Linked DNA regions of Dromaius novaehollandiae: region 1 is linked to region 2. A link is a contact called in public Hi-C data. All regions are on one chromosome and are shown on one strand. Each heading gives the region's core, a stretch centred on a gene start, on an enhancer-like site or on the middle of the called end of the contact. The rest is flanking DNA. Distances are from core to core; before and after follow the strand shown. Region 1 overlaps GNAS (GNAS complex locus). Region 2 overlaps GNAS (GNAS complex locus).

Evidence for each region. Hi-C and Micro-C count contacts between places; a contact is called where the count stands out from the background.
Region 1: a contact with region 2 is called in a Hi-C map of ovary, with 1.9 times the contacts expected there. The contact joins two enhancer-like sites. A contact is called at or near these places in 3 of 4 Hi-C or Micro-C datasets (brain, liver and ovary).

Annotation. Positions count from the first base shown.
Region 1 is chr16:16,398,134-16,404,991 of bDroNov1.hap1, reverse strand. All of the region lies in intron 5 of GNAS (GNAS complex locus), which reads right to left. LOC135330131 (a long non-coding RNA gene) reads left to right here. Exons shown (of 2, transcript XR_010391942.1): 2 at 869-1,327. Among named protein-coding and RNA genes, the nearest start is that of NELFCD, 27 kb to the left of the region's middle. Within about 2 kb of position 3,886, at least 2 of the 2 cell types and tissues checked have open chromatin away from gene starts, as enhancers often do.
Region 2 is chr16:16,313,100-16,319,451 of bDroNov1.hap1, reverse strand. It overlaps GNAS (GNAS complex locus), which reads right to left. Exons shown (of 12, transcript XM_064521578.1): 2 at 343-415. Among named protein-coding and RNA genes, the nearest start is that of GNAS, 68 kb to the right of the region's middle. Within about 2 kb of position 1,896, at least 2 of the 2 cell types and tissues checked have open chromatin away from gene starts, as enhancers often do.

The DNA.
Region 1 (6,858 bases), core at 2,637-5,136, 84 kb before region 2:
AGAAAGAAAAGTCACCTTGGTGAAATAGTTCAAATAAAACCGTCAAACCACAAAAACAAATTTTATACTGAGAACAAGTCTTGCACCGAGTTACAAAGTCAGTTAACAACTTCTGTAAAATTTTCCCAGAGATTATATGAGAAAGCTATTTTCCAGAAAGCAAACCATTCATTCAGCATCACTGCCAATTCTCACTTAGGGCCAGATTCTGGACATGACTAAATAACAGGAGCAGTTATTGCTCTGCAAAATACTGTCACCAAGTATACGGCATTTTTGCCTGTGTTATAAAAAAGGGCACTGCTAGGATGCATGTTAAAAAGAAGAAGGTTTTAGGTCCTTTGTAGCCAGCAAAACTTGAGAAGCAGCATCCCCAGGACAGCAGCAGATGTGTCCCTGCGATATTAAAATGCAAGGTATGAATAAAAAAATAAGATTTGAAATAAAATCATACTTTATTTTCAGGGCCCCTTCCTCAACTCAGGGAAGGAAAAACACATGTGAAATGTTTTACACAGATCTTTATGAAGTATCAAGTATCTTTAATTTTTTAGGGGGTGCACTCAGAAGGCAGACCTCATATGGACACATACACAAAAGCTCTCTTTTACTCCTACTAGGACGAAGTAATTAAGTCGTACACATATTCCCCTTCCTTCCCAAATTTTTAACAAGCCTATTACCATGTCCCAATTTTCAGATCAAGACATATGCAAATTGTCAATTCTTTCAGAAGTTTAAGAGTTCATACAGAGAGAATTAAATTCTTATATTGATAAATTCACATTTGGGGGGAGTTTAGTGAACCAACAGTGATGCTACAAGACTAAGAACTACAGTCTCCACTCATTTTTTTCCCACTGAAAAGGTACATAACAGATGAAAACCCCCAGCTCAGGAAACAACATAACTTCACCATTTTGAGAAGAACTGGACACCGCCACCACCAGAAAAAGACTGCCACTTCCATTATTACTTTCCCTGCTAAAGAAATGGGGTAACTTGCCAGGCTTTTTAACTGTAGTCATTGTGATCTGATGAAATGGTTGACAGGCAGGAAAAATTTTTGCTCTCTCTCAAGAGCAGCTTTTGTTTTGAATCTGGGATAACACTGGAAAGGTTTCTTCAAACAGACAACACATCTATACTTGAAGAGTTTTATTTCCATCAGATTTTCTTTTTCTGTCAAGCCATAACCTGAATTTGTATGCAAAAAGCCTCTCATAATGACATATTAAGACCTCATCTTTAGTATCAGTACGACACTGCATGTCAAGCCATTAAAATTTTCAGTCCCAATTCTAAATAAAACATTTATTAAAATTTCCCTCACCAGTAGTGCTGGAACTCTGTATCAGTGAAGTTTCTTCCCTCCGAAAGCCTCGAGGTATTTTACAGACAGTAAATCATGCTCGCAGCTCCTGCCTCCCTTCATTCATGCTGCATTTCCTGTCTCTACCATCACATCCTGAAACGCACACCTCACTTTAACCCTATTTTAAAGGTAGGAAAATCAAGGCACACAAGGAGTAAATTAATTGCCCAATGTCCCTTGAGTCAGTAGAAATGGAATTTTCATTTCCTCTGAGTCATGTGCTTTATCAAGATATTACTGAGAAGTCAGCGCGGCTGTATTCACCCTGATCACCTTTAAAGCAGCCCTCACAATTCAGGCTTCTATGTCTGAAAATAAATTAATTTTTTGTTTACTGATCTTCCTAGAGAACAAATTGTGCAAATGTCCAGCAGATTTATTTATTTATTTATAGACGATCGGGGACTACAAAACTGGGCTGAAAGCTCCCTAAAGTAGTTTTAAGCTGAAATTTAACTCAGCATTAATACTGTTTATAAACAACAATGCAATTCTTTTATTTCTCAGAACAGATCATGCTTTACTTCTACTTTACTCCCTTTTTAGTCCATGCCATAATCTTTAATGTTATTCAGAAACAGCTCTCTAAAGAGCAAAACAGTTAACTATTTGCTAAATTGTTTCTTCATCTACTTTATCTATGCTGAAGCTACAAAGTCACAGATAGAAGCGCAGAAATCTAACAGTCTCTTTAAAGGGGTATTCAAGCTGAGAAATACATGATGCATGTCCTGTAACTTTAATGCAATTAAAAAAAAAAAGAAAGGTAACACAGAAGAGGTTTCCAAACCCTGAAAAGTCAGGTCCGTTGTATAGTGTCCAAACCATGGCTTCCCATGCAGGTCAATATGCTGACAACAAATCCAGGGCACAGGGTTTATTTTCAGTTGCGAGCATGCACGTACACGTCGACCGTCCCTCAATTCTGCCTGTTTCTGCTATTCTTGGGAGCAAGCAGCAGACTGAGGAGAGAGAGAATCCTCCTCCTTAAACTGCTGATAAAGATTTATTTTGTATTCCAACTAGTTTATTTTTTAAGGGAAGCAGAAAAGCAGGCAAAGTTACAGGAACAATGCAACCAAATAAGCAAACATTCGATCTGCTAGTATTTATGGCATGGTGCAAACAAGGCAGTATATGAATCCAAGCTTGTCATGTATTTTCTCAAAATGCAGTAAAAAAATAAAAGGATGTGGGTAGAGTTTTTGATTTGTTTTTAAAAGATACGCTTACATTTTCTATCATTTGCAAAGCTGGGATTTTTACTGTTCAAGTGGTGATAGATGATGTGCTACAAATGTTACCAGATAATTAAAAATACTCAAAAAAACACAGCTCTTTTTTCCTAAACCAAACTAGATAAGGAAAGAAAAAAAATTATCATAACCTTTGCAGTTACTTTAATTACTTCACAAAGAAAATTATGATAGAAAATACCTTTAGAGAAAGGCACATACAGACAGTATGTAACAAATATTCTTGGTATAAGTATGAGCACTGTATTGCACGTAAAAACACCTCGCATATGTTGCTCCTGTAATGAAATCCTGCAAGTCAGTTCTCAGACATATAAGACAATCATTCAAAAACAGTTATGTTGGAGATGAACTTTAGTAAGTAGTATAAAACTCGAACAGAAATAAACTAAAAGACAACTATTTAGAAAACCTCCCCAAGAAGTTGGAAATATTTCTTAATTCCCAGTTGCAAGTCAACTGGCTATTATGATTTCCTTCTAGAGGGAAAGTCGCACAAAAGGAGATTTTTAAAAACCTAAAGCTCAGAATTTAGTTATATGTAATCTCAATGGGTACCTATCACAGAAAGTGATTTTGAGAGCGGCCTCAGCTCTAATTACGGGCGAACCTCGGAGCATTCCAGCCACTTGGAGGCGGAGGGGCACCATTGGTCTAATTTTGAAGCAAATAATGAGAAAGCTGAAAAGTATGACTCCATATATTTGGAATCATCTTGTGGTAATCAAGGTTACAGTTCCTTATATGGTGTGGAGTACATGAAGCACACACAAAAAAATAGAATATTAAAACTACGGGGTATAAAGAACTGCAGCTCTTGCAAAAACCCCTAAACGTAACCGACCAACCGCCCAGAAAAGCCCCCTTCTTTTTGTGTTGCCGTGAAATACAAACCTTGCCCTAAAAACAGGGCTGGCTACGCACATTGCTGCCTAAACTGCATAATTAAAAAGTGCAATCCTACAGGAGGCCACGAGACCTGAATGAATTTTAAGCAAAGACAACAGACCGTAACGCAGCCTTTCAAAAACTGCCAGCGACTGAAAAGAGCAAACGGGGAAAAGGTAGGAGAAAAGGAAAAAAATCTATTTAAAGGAATCGTAGTTGTCTCTTTTTTCTCTCTGCCTGTCTAAAGTTAGTCTGGCTTAGAGGATGCACTAACTTTCCCAATCAGTTTTACATTACAGCACAAGTCCAGAAATAGCTCCCAGCCGCCTTGGCCTCTAGCACGGTTGCCATGACAATGGAACCACAGTTCTATAAATAGCTCATCAGCACCAAATCTTGTGAGACACATCTGGAATGGGGCCAGCCCAGCCCCAGCTCGACAAATAAAAATAGGCACAGGCCGTTTCAAAGGCTGGAAAGGTACAATGCATCTCCGCTCGGACGCAGAAACCAGCAGCAGGCAGAGAAACGAGTCTGGCTGCTCGTTAGCACAAGATTTATTTGATAGTAGATGCAGAAAAGTAGAAAAGTTACTTTACTGCGTGCTAAACGTTCAGGCCTTCTCTACTGCCTATCTTTCATTCTTTTCCCCTGGTCTGCGGCAAAACCGTACCGCTTTGGAAACTGTAACAATACAGTGTCTTGCCCACGAGACCATTAAAATCAGGAGAAAGAAAAGAAAAACAATCTTCAAAATTCCCCCTCTAACTATTTCTGTAGATTTTTGGCTTCAACATATTTAAGTGCTTATGCTAGCCTGCGTGACGCCCCGGAGCGGATCCTCAAAGGGCCGGAGCGCTTTGCTCCAGTTAAAATCATTCGCAGGCTCCCCGGTGCCTGCGAGGGTCCGGTCCCGCGCGAGGCTCCTCGCCCGGCTCGGCCCCCTCGCAGGCTGCAGCCGCGCTGCCCCGGCGCTCGCGCGGAGCCCTCGCTCCGACCACGCACCCTCGCGCGGGCCAGAAATAGGGCTGCGGACGACGCGACCAGCACGAAGGGGCCGTGGCTGCAGCTCGCGGCAAACCTGAACTGCGCTTTCAGAGGCGCAAGGCAGAATCAGTAAGTCGCTGCGTGACCCAGCCCACTTCTCGGCAGCTCTGCCTGACAAAACTGCCTTTTAAGCGAGCGTTTTCTTGCACTTAGTGGGTGAGAAAATGTCGTATTTTTAGCACAGACTCTTGATCAACCCATTCAATTACATCCAAATCATCTGTGTGGGAACAGAATGTTATGTCAAAAATGTTATTCAGTGTATTTGTCAATATTACCCAACAGTAGGCATTTGTATAATCAGGAGATTCAATATTTTCAACAGCACAGGAAAGCAACAGTTCAGGAATAAGACTGAAGTTGTAAGACTCAGCTATTTTGCAGACACTGGAAATAGTAGTCAGTGTGATACAACACAACCGACACAGCTCTCAAAATATGAAATCTTAGTAACTCTATCAAAAACCAATAGAGGCTACAGATGGTAATCAAAATACTGCAACTATAATAAGCATTTAAGCCACAGCAAAATATCTTCCGTATGCCATACAGACACGAGTGCATGTATTCAACACAAACTGCACCATCAGCCCACAGGATTCCTTTAGGGCCCTACATGGATATTTTCATTTCTAAAAATTGTGGAGTAAATTCCATCCAGGCTTAAATCTATACGTGAACTTCCCTTCCCTTCCCCCTTCCTTCTACCACATGCAGTTTTGCTCATTGGCCCTTGAAACAATGTATATTTTAGAAAACAGCAATTTTCACAGAAATCTTTTGGAAAGTGTACTTTATAACATGTAATGTAACGTAACTCAGATTTGTTTTCGCAAAAATACTCCAAGTTAGTAGCCCATAACCAACTGCAAGCTTTGATTAGGTTATATTAAAAAAAAGAAAAGAAATACTTGTTTCTTTCTAAGAAAGAAATTATTAGGAGATAGCTCTCTCCCACTCATATAATCTACAAACTTTTTGGCTCTGTACAGGAGAAACGCGAGTGGGAGGGGGCTGGAAACGCGCGAGAACACGAGCAGGCAGCCCAGGCGCAGCTGCCGCCCGGCCCCGACGCCGGACCTTCGACAGCGCCTCGGGACTCGGCGCAGGATGACGCCCGCCGGCTCCTCCTGCCACGAGCTCCTGCACCCGACGCGCTGCGGCTGCCGCGGCGGCGGTGTCTTGCCTACTCCCACACCTCCCCGAGCACAGCGTTCGCTGCTCCTTTTTGCTTTCCACTAACCTGGGGCACGTTTTATCCCCAGCGTTATAGCCATTTGTCTGTGGCCGGGCTTGATCACTAGTTTTCAAATTAAACCCGTTCCACGTGGCTTTCCCCCCGCCCATAAACTAAACAAGCCCCAAACACTTAAGGCTTTTCCAGCTGCCTTCACTCATACCTTTCAAACTTGTAAAAAGGTATTTTCGCACAACTACCAAAACAGAGTGATTAAAAACAACTTACTAGTGCATGCCTCCAAGGCTCACTCCGCCATACAAGCCTGTATATGTCAAATAACTCCAGAACAGCCCCTCACCCCGCCCCAGAAAATTACTTCGCCCTGCTGGTAGGAAGCTTCAGCTGATCCAAGGCCAAGGCTGGTACAGAAACGAGAGGTAACGGTACGAATGAGATCACTATGTCGTGATTCGATCCCAGGGCAAGCCTGAGGCGGGAATGCTGTTAGTGAGCGGGGAGGAACACGGCACAACCCCTATTCAACTCTTCTTCTTTCTTTTTTTTTTTTTTTAATAGGCAGCAAAAGAAGAAGAAAAACATGAAAAAACGAGACACAATTAACCATTCATATTACGGAATTTTTCATTTCACTTCCCTTTCTGCCCCTTTTCTCCAGCTTTTCTGCCTGAATCTTGGCAGGCCAAACGAATGAGAGCCTCAGACCTTACTCATGATCCTGTTTCTTGCAAACCACTATCAAGTATATTCCCTTAGATACGGGCACGCTATCTCTTCTCCTCCACAATTTAAATGTTTGCTTGTCTTCGTATTTTCTTATCCCTATTTGTTTAAAATATAACAAGAGCCGAATTAATCAGAAGTCAAAATAGCACCCATCTTTAAACAATCTGTGTATTACTGGCAGCAGAATGAGCGTGGAACGGGACACCCAGGCTGCAGAAGCCCGAAGGAAATCTAACCTCAGATGATGAGGGTGGGAGCAGGGGGAGTCAAGAACGGCGAATGTGAAAGTTGGTGTGTCCGTCTCCGCGCACCCAGGCTGCCAATGTTGCAAAGCTGTTTCTGCTGCTTACCTAAAGCAGTTTCTGCCT
Region 2 (6,352 bases), core at 647-3,146:
TTACAGCAGTATGAACCAATGTGCTATAGCAGAGGTAAATCAGTGTCAGCCATGTTGTGAAAGAAACTGCAGTAAAAAAAAAAATACTTAAGCCTTAATCAAGTTGGATATACAGAACCTTGATATAAACCATTTTATACCATTAGCTCTTATTTATTATTGGTGCATGACTTCAAGTTATTATCTATTAATCTCATCTAAAAATACACATCCAAATTCTAGAGATCGTGAAACAGCAGCAAGAAGAAAACATGCCAAGATACAAAACAAAACCAAAGGCTACTGTGTGGCACACACATGTAAGGTAGGTTGTAAAGTGAAAAAAAAAACAAATGCACTTACTCAGCATTAAATCCATTCACATGCAAGATCCTCATCTGTTTGACTATTGTGCTTTTACCGGATTCACCAGCACCTAGAAAATGAAAGTAAATCAATTTCAGAAGGAAGCATGACTGATGAAGGGACATGCTAGAGTTTTTTCTTCAGGGTAAAATCCAGAAAGCTGATTTCCTCAGCGCAAGAGTGAAAAGTGAAAGAAAAAGAAATAATTGTCACTGGAAACTTCAGTTGGAGCTAAAAATAAATGCCCAGCTCAAGTCATGTGTCAGATCTGAATCTTGGATCATTTCACTGTCCATTTTTCCAGTGTCAACGTTAAAAGCAGACTGCAAGGCTTGGAAGAAAAAAGGACAACTTAAATATTTTATAGAGGACAAGATAGGGAATAACAGAATCTGCTTATGTTGTCACCACTTTCTGGTGCAGAGAAAGCCTAAACGGAGTCCATATTAAGTAGAAGCATTTTTGCTAGATCCTTAAAACATTTGAAGTTTGCCTGCAGTTATCATCACCCAGTCAAAAGACTGCAACTTAAATGACATGAAGTAAAATATATGGATACCAGCCTCGGAGAAAGGCAGGCAACCCCTTCAAGCCTCCACCCACAAAGCTCCCAAAGCCTGTTTCTCTAATTCGTGCCTGGGCGCAACCTCCCATCCTCTCCACATGGTCCAACCCAATCACGCACCCAACGAGATGCAGAGACCACCTCTTGCGGCCGCATGCTCCAAACAGCCCCCCGCCGCTCTCCCCCCAGCCTCTCCTGTACCAAAAGCACAAAACAAATGAACGGCTAAAACCCCTCCACTTTACTCAAGTTTCCACAAGCAGACGGACTCTATTTCTGCGTGCTGTACTGCAGGGACCCTGCACGGGGCCACCCATCTGCCTGTAGTACCCATTTTCCACGCATGCTAAAAAGGCTTGAACAACAGCATTTAATTGAGCTGCTCCACGCTGCCAGATCAGGAGCTTTCTATATAAAGCAAACATTTTTTTTTTTTTTTTTTTGCAAGAGCTGTATCATAGCATGGGAAAACCTAGGAAGATTCGCTTCAGCATCTCCCGGCTACTCGCTTATTCCTCTCATTAGACTGTGTTTCAGCAAGAGAAAATGTATGTGTGTGGCAGATCGGGCAGCGAGGTACAGCCTGTATTTATAGGATGCCAGGCCTCTCCTAGCACACACTGACAGCACCAGCCTCCATTTTGAGCCTCGTGTGCAAAACTATATTTTAGCAGGAATATTTCAAAGTTTGCTTTCTGACAGCCATGCTCTCCTCTGCTTTCCCCCTTCCCCTCCTTCTCCCTCACAAATTCCTCGCAGTCCTGTTCTTCTCTCCAGAAAACCTGTTTGCATGTTTTGCTGCCTTAACACCAGGCCTTTTTCGCTCCTTTTTGTTGACAGATGTTTGCAAGCACAGAAAGCGCAGTTTTTATCTACAACTCTGCATGCAAGCACCATTTCCCTCCTAACCTGCTACGTTATAATGTACACACCGCGTCTCGTCTCGTCTCGTCCCCTCCCCTCCGGCACACTGCACCATGCGAGAGCGACAGGCAGCAACACCAATCGAGCGCACGAACACCTCCAGCTGAGCCAGAGACGGGGTCCTCTCACAACCCACAATTATCCAGCAACAGTAGTATATGCTAAACTAGGATACTTTCTTTCAGAGTAACAATGACATTTCAGCTGCAATGCTAAATTATATCTTATAAATAAAAGCACTGGAAGCCAAAATCTTTACTTAGTCCAAAACCAGGGGGATTTGTTGTTGCTTCTACTAGAAACGTATACAGTTTGGCATGGACACACGCGGGTGCTCTGGATCTGATACAGCATCAGCGAACCAAAATTAAGTATTATATACAAATTTCAGAACAAGTCTATTTCTATATCTGGCCACCCGTTAGGGCCCTGCTCTTACGGACAATTATGCATACATTTAGCTTCACCACCAAGGATAGTTCCATCAGTTTCGGTGAGACTACTCACAGCAGCAAAGGGAAGCAGGAATACGATAATTAGAGCGGGGCCTACAAACAGTATTGCAGATCTGTCAGAAAATTATTTAGCTGCTCTTGTTATTTGAATATGATGTGGAAATATTAATACTTGCTATTTCCAAAGCACTTGCTTTTTATTTCACGGGTTTTATAAAGTAAGTACACATAACATAACAATAGAGGCATGAGGTTTTTTATTTTTCACCATTAAGTTTATGTTCTGGATTTTCTGCAGAGCAAGACAGCTCCTGTTAGAAACCACAGCACTACAACTATCACATGCAAACATGCACACGGAGACGGCCTTACAGCCATCATTAAATACCCACAATTTTTATTTATGAGTATCTGAACTAATCTGCAGTTACCAAAACTAAAAAAAGAAAGAAAAAAAAAAGAAAGCCCACTTAAAACCACCAGCTTTCTGTTTTTGAAATTCCACCTCTTAATAAAATAAGCAATCTGACGGTATATAATGTCCATGTGTATACACAGCGTTTAGCCTGAAATCTGGTAGGCCAATTTCCCCAAGAGCTGAAATCCAAGTTGTTCTCTCAGATCTCTGCTGGAAGAGTGGAAGACTTTTCACTGCTGCAAGTATTGCTACAGCCCTAGTTATTTCTCCATTTACGTTAAGCCTCTTTCTTAAATTAGCACTTAGAAGATTTTACCAGGAAGAGCACGCTTCTAAATCCACACCCTTTAACACCCCTTTTTTTAAAAAAAATTACTGTTGTTTCACACCAAGACCGGGTCCGATCGCTGAGGCCTAACCTCCCTTCCACAACAAAAATCCCGCATGACGCTCACAAGCAGAGCCCCTCAGAGACACCAAAACAGCTAAGGGCTCCTAAGTGCACGTTATTTAAAATCTATTTCAATTTTTTTTTTAAATAATCAGTCTGACAAGCGTTTTCTTGCTCGCTCTTTGATGATAATTTTTGGACCTTCCCCTTCCTTTACACCATAATCCGCGTTTCTCAATGTACCTAGTGGGCGACGCGACACGTGCGGGTCGCCCAAATGCCCCGTTAAAACAGCGCAAGGACCGAGCCGCCCGCGCCCCCCCCCCCCCCCCCCCCGCTGCGCCCGTCCGCGGAGCCGCACGGCCGAGCGCGGCCGCGGCAGGCGGAGGGGCCCGGGCCCGCGCCGCCCCGCTCCGCTCCCGGCGCTCACGGCCGCGGCCCCCCGGCAGCACCGGCGTCCCCCGCGCTTCCCCCGCCGAGTCCCCGCTTCCTCCCGCCGCCTCTCCCGGGATCCCACCCGCGACGGGGGGGCCGGGCCCGGCGCTGCCCCCCGCTCGCCGCAGGCCCGCGGCACTGCCCTGCCCTGCTCGCCCGGCGCGGCCCTCCCGCGCCCCCCGGCAGCGCCGAGCATCCCCGGCCCGAGCCCTCCCGGCGCGCCGCGGCCCTGCCCCCGGGCCTCCCCGGGGCGGCGGAAGGGGGCGGCGGGGCCGCTTCCCGTGCTCGCAGCCCCGCGGCGGGCGGCAGCGCGGCGGCTCGGCCCCGGCCGCCCCCCGCGCCGGGCAGCGGCGCCGCCGGCCGGGCCCTGCGGATCCGCTTCCCCGGCCCCACCTCTGCCGCGGGCCTCCCCGCGCCCGCGCCGCCTCCCCCGCTCCAGCCCCCGCCGGGGGCAGCCGCGGCCCCCCGCCCCGCCGCCCGCGGCCCCCTTACCCAGCAAGAGGAGCCGGTGCGTGGCCCTATAGACCTGCTTGTCCTTCTGCAGCTGCTTCTCGATCTTCTTGTTGGCCTCGCGCTGCGCCTTCTCCTCGTTGCGCTGATCCTCCGTCTTGCTGTTGCCTAAACAGCCCATCTTGGGCAGGGGGAGGCAGGGGACGCGGGGCGCGGGGACGGCGGGCGGCTGCCGGGGGGAGGGAGGCAGGGAGGCAGGGAGGCACTCTCCCGGGCTCCCTTCTTCTTCCTCCTCCTCCTCCTCCTCCCCCCTTACTCGCTGCTGTGGCTGCCGCTGCCCAGAGCCAGAGACATGGAGAGCGCCGAGCCCGGAGCCAGCCAAGGGGGGGCCGATGGCGATGACTTTGCTGCTGCTGCTCCGCCGGCCGGGCCTCCTCCCCGGCAGCTGCAGCTGCTCCCCGCCCCCCCGCCCAGGCCGCGCCGATCCCCTCAGTGCACCTTCCCCGGGGGGGCTCGGCTGGGCGCCGCCGGAGCCGCGCGCGGGGCTCTCCGCGCCCCCGGCCGCGCCGCCGGCTCCTCTAGGCGGAAAAGAAATCCCCCCCCCCGCGCGGCGCGCACAGGAAAGCGGCCAGCTCCGGTGCCCCCCCCGGCGCAGGAATAATCCGCTGGGGCTCCAAGGCGCGGGCTGCGGGCGCGGACGCCTCCCCGGGTCCTCGGCCGCGAGGCTCTGCAAATGTCTCTTCCTCGCGCTCCCCCCGCGCCGGAGGGCTGGAGCGCCGGGGGGCCGAGCCCAGCCCCGGCTCGCCGCCGCAGCGCGAGTCCCTTTTCCTCCCCGGCCGCCGGGCTCTCCTCGCCTTCGCTCGCTCTCCGGCCGCCGCTGGCTCTTCCTCCCTAATGGTGGGGGTTTTTCCAATCCGAGCCCCCCCCTTTTTTTTTCCTCGCTGCTGCTTTTTCACATTAGGTTTCCAGGCTGCTGAATCCTCTTGGCTTCTCCAGCAAACAGTGGGGGCGGGGGGGGGAGAAGAAGAAGAAAAAAAAGCCCGGTCGCTCTCTCCCCCCGAGCAAACGCTGTCCCCTCACTGGAGGGTTTTCTCCTGTCTTATTTTTCCTGCTCGCTCTCGCATTTCTCCTGGCTTTTTTTCCCTTCCCCCTATGGAGCTCTATAGAGGAGGCAGAGCGGCGGGGTGGGGCAAGCAGGCCCACACTGAACCCTGGGAGCGGAACCGCTCACATGACGGCGCGCGTCAGCCCGCGCCGCCGCCGGCGCCCTCTTCGAACCGGCCCCGCGGGCCGCGCCGCGCCGCGCCGCCGGGCGGGACCCAGCCACGGCCCGGCCCGGGGCCGCCGCGCCCCACTCGCCCCCCGCCCCGCCGCTGCCGCCGCCCGGCCCGGCCCGGCCCGGCCCGCGGTGCGAGGCGCCTCTCGGGCTCCCTCCCTACCTTTACAGCACGGCGTATTAGGCCCGGGCCCTTTAAACCGTTGGGTATAGCGGCCTTTTGGAAGGGCTTTTCGTGATCGAAGCCCTCGAGAAAACAGAGAAGTGACTGCACCAAGTACTTCTGTTTGCATGCGTGTGTATGCGTTTTCTCACTTGATGAAGTTCGAATCTCCACGTAGTTACTAAAGAATAAGCCTGCAGAGCCTGATGCACATGCATGAATTGCACCAACCTGGATAATTCCAGGCAAATACATTTCCCTGCGTGTTCAGCAGCTCCCTCTTGCCCAGCTTGACCCGCGGAGGTTCTGGGCACGGACAAACCCCCGGGGCGCCCCTTCGGGGCTGGGGTCAGGCACAGGTGTAGGGCAGCCTCACACAAGTAAAACCTATAAACCTAGATGAGGTATGAGGGAGCACACCTTGGTGCATGCCAGTGCTGCTGCATACGCTTTCACTAACCACCGAGTTTCGTTTCATTCTCTAAATTACTTCTGAAAGCCTCATTATATAGATACGTACTAATTTTCAGGCACAAGTATATTGGCTACACTCGGAAAACAAAGATTAGTGCTTCACTCCCTCCTTTTGTAAAACCCGGATCCCTCAAATGTGCAAATATTTTTTCCTCCAATCCCCTGGACAGAATTTATAAGCTGTGGCTTCTGTGGACTCCATAGAAGGAGAGCACTCCGGTTACAGACTGCAACTCAAAAGGTCTGGCCCAAAGAAGGCTTTGGAGGTTTGTTCTCTGTTATCCAATAAAAACTGTCACTACAACAAATCCTGACACTATACGCTCCTTTGATTAATTTACACACAAAACTTCAGTGTCTGAACAAGAATACTTAAATATTTGAAGGTTGAGGCTCCGTTTTAACAGTCCATCATATCATTCTCTCCTTGCATCAGCAAAAATCTACACACAAAAT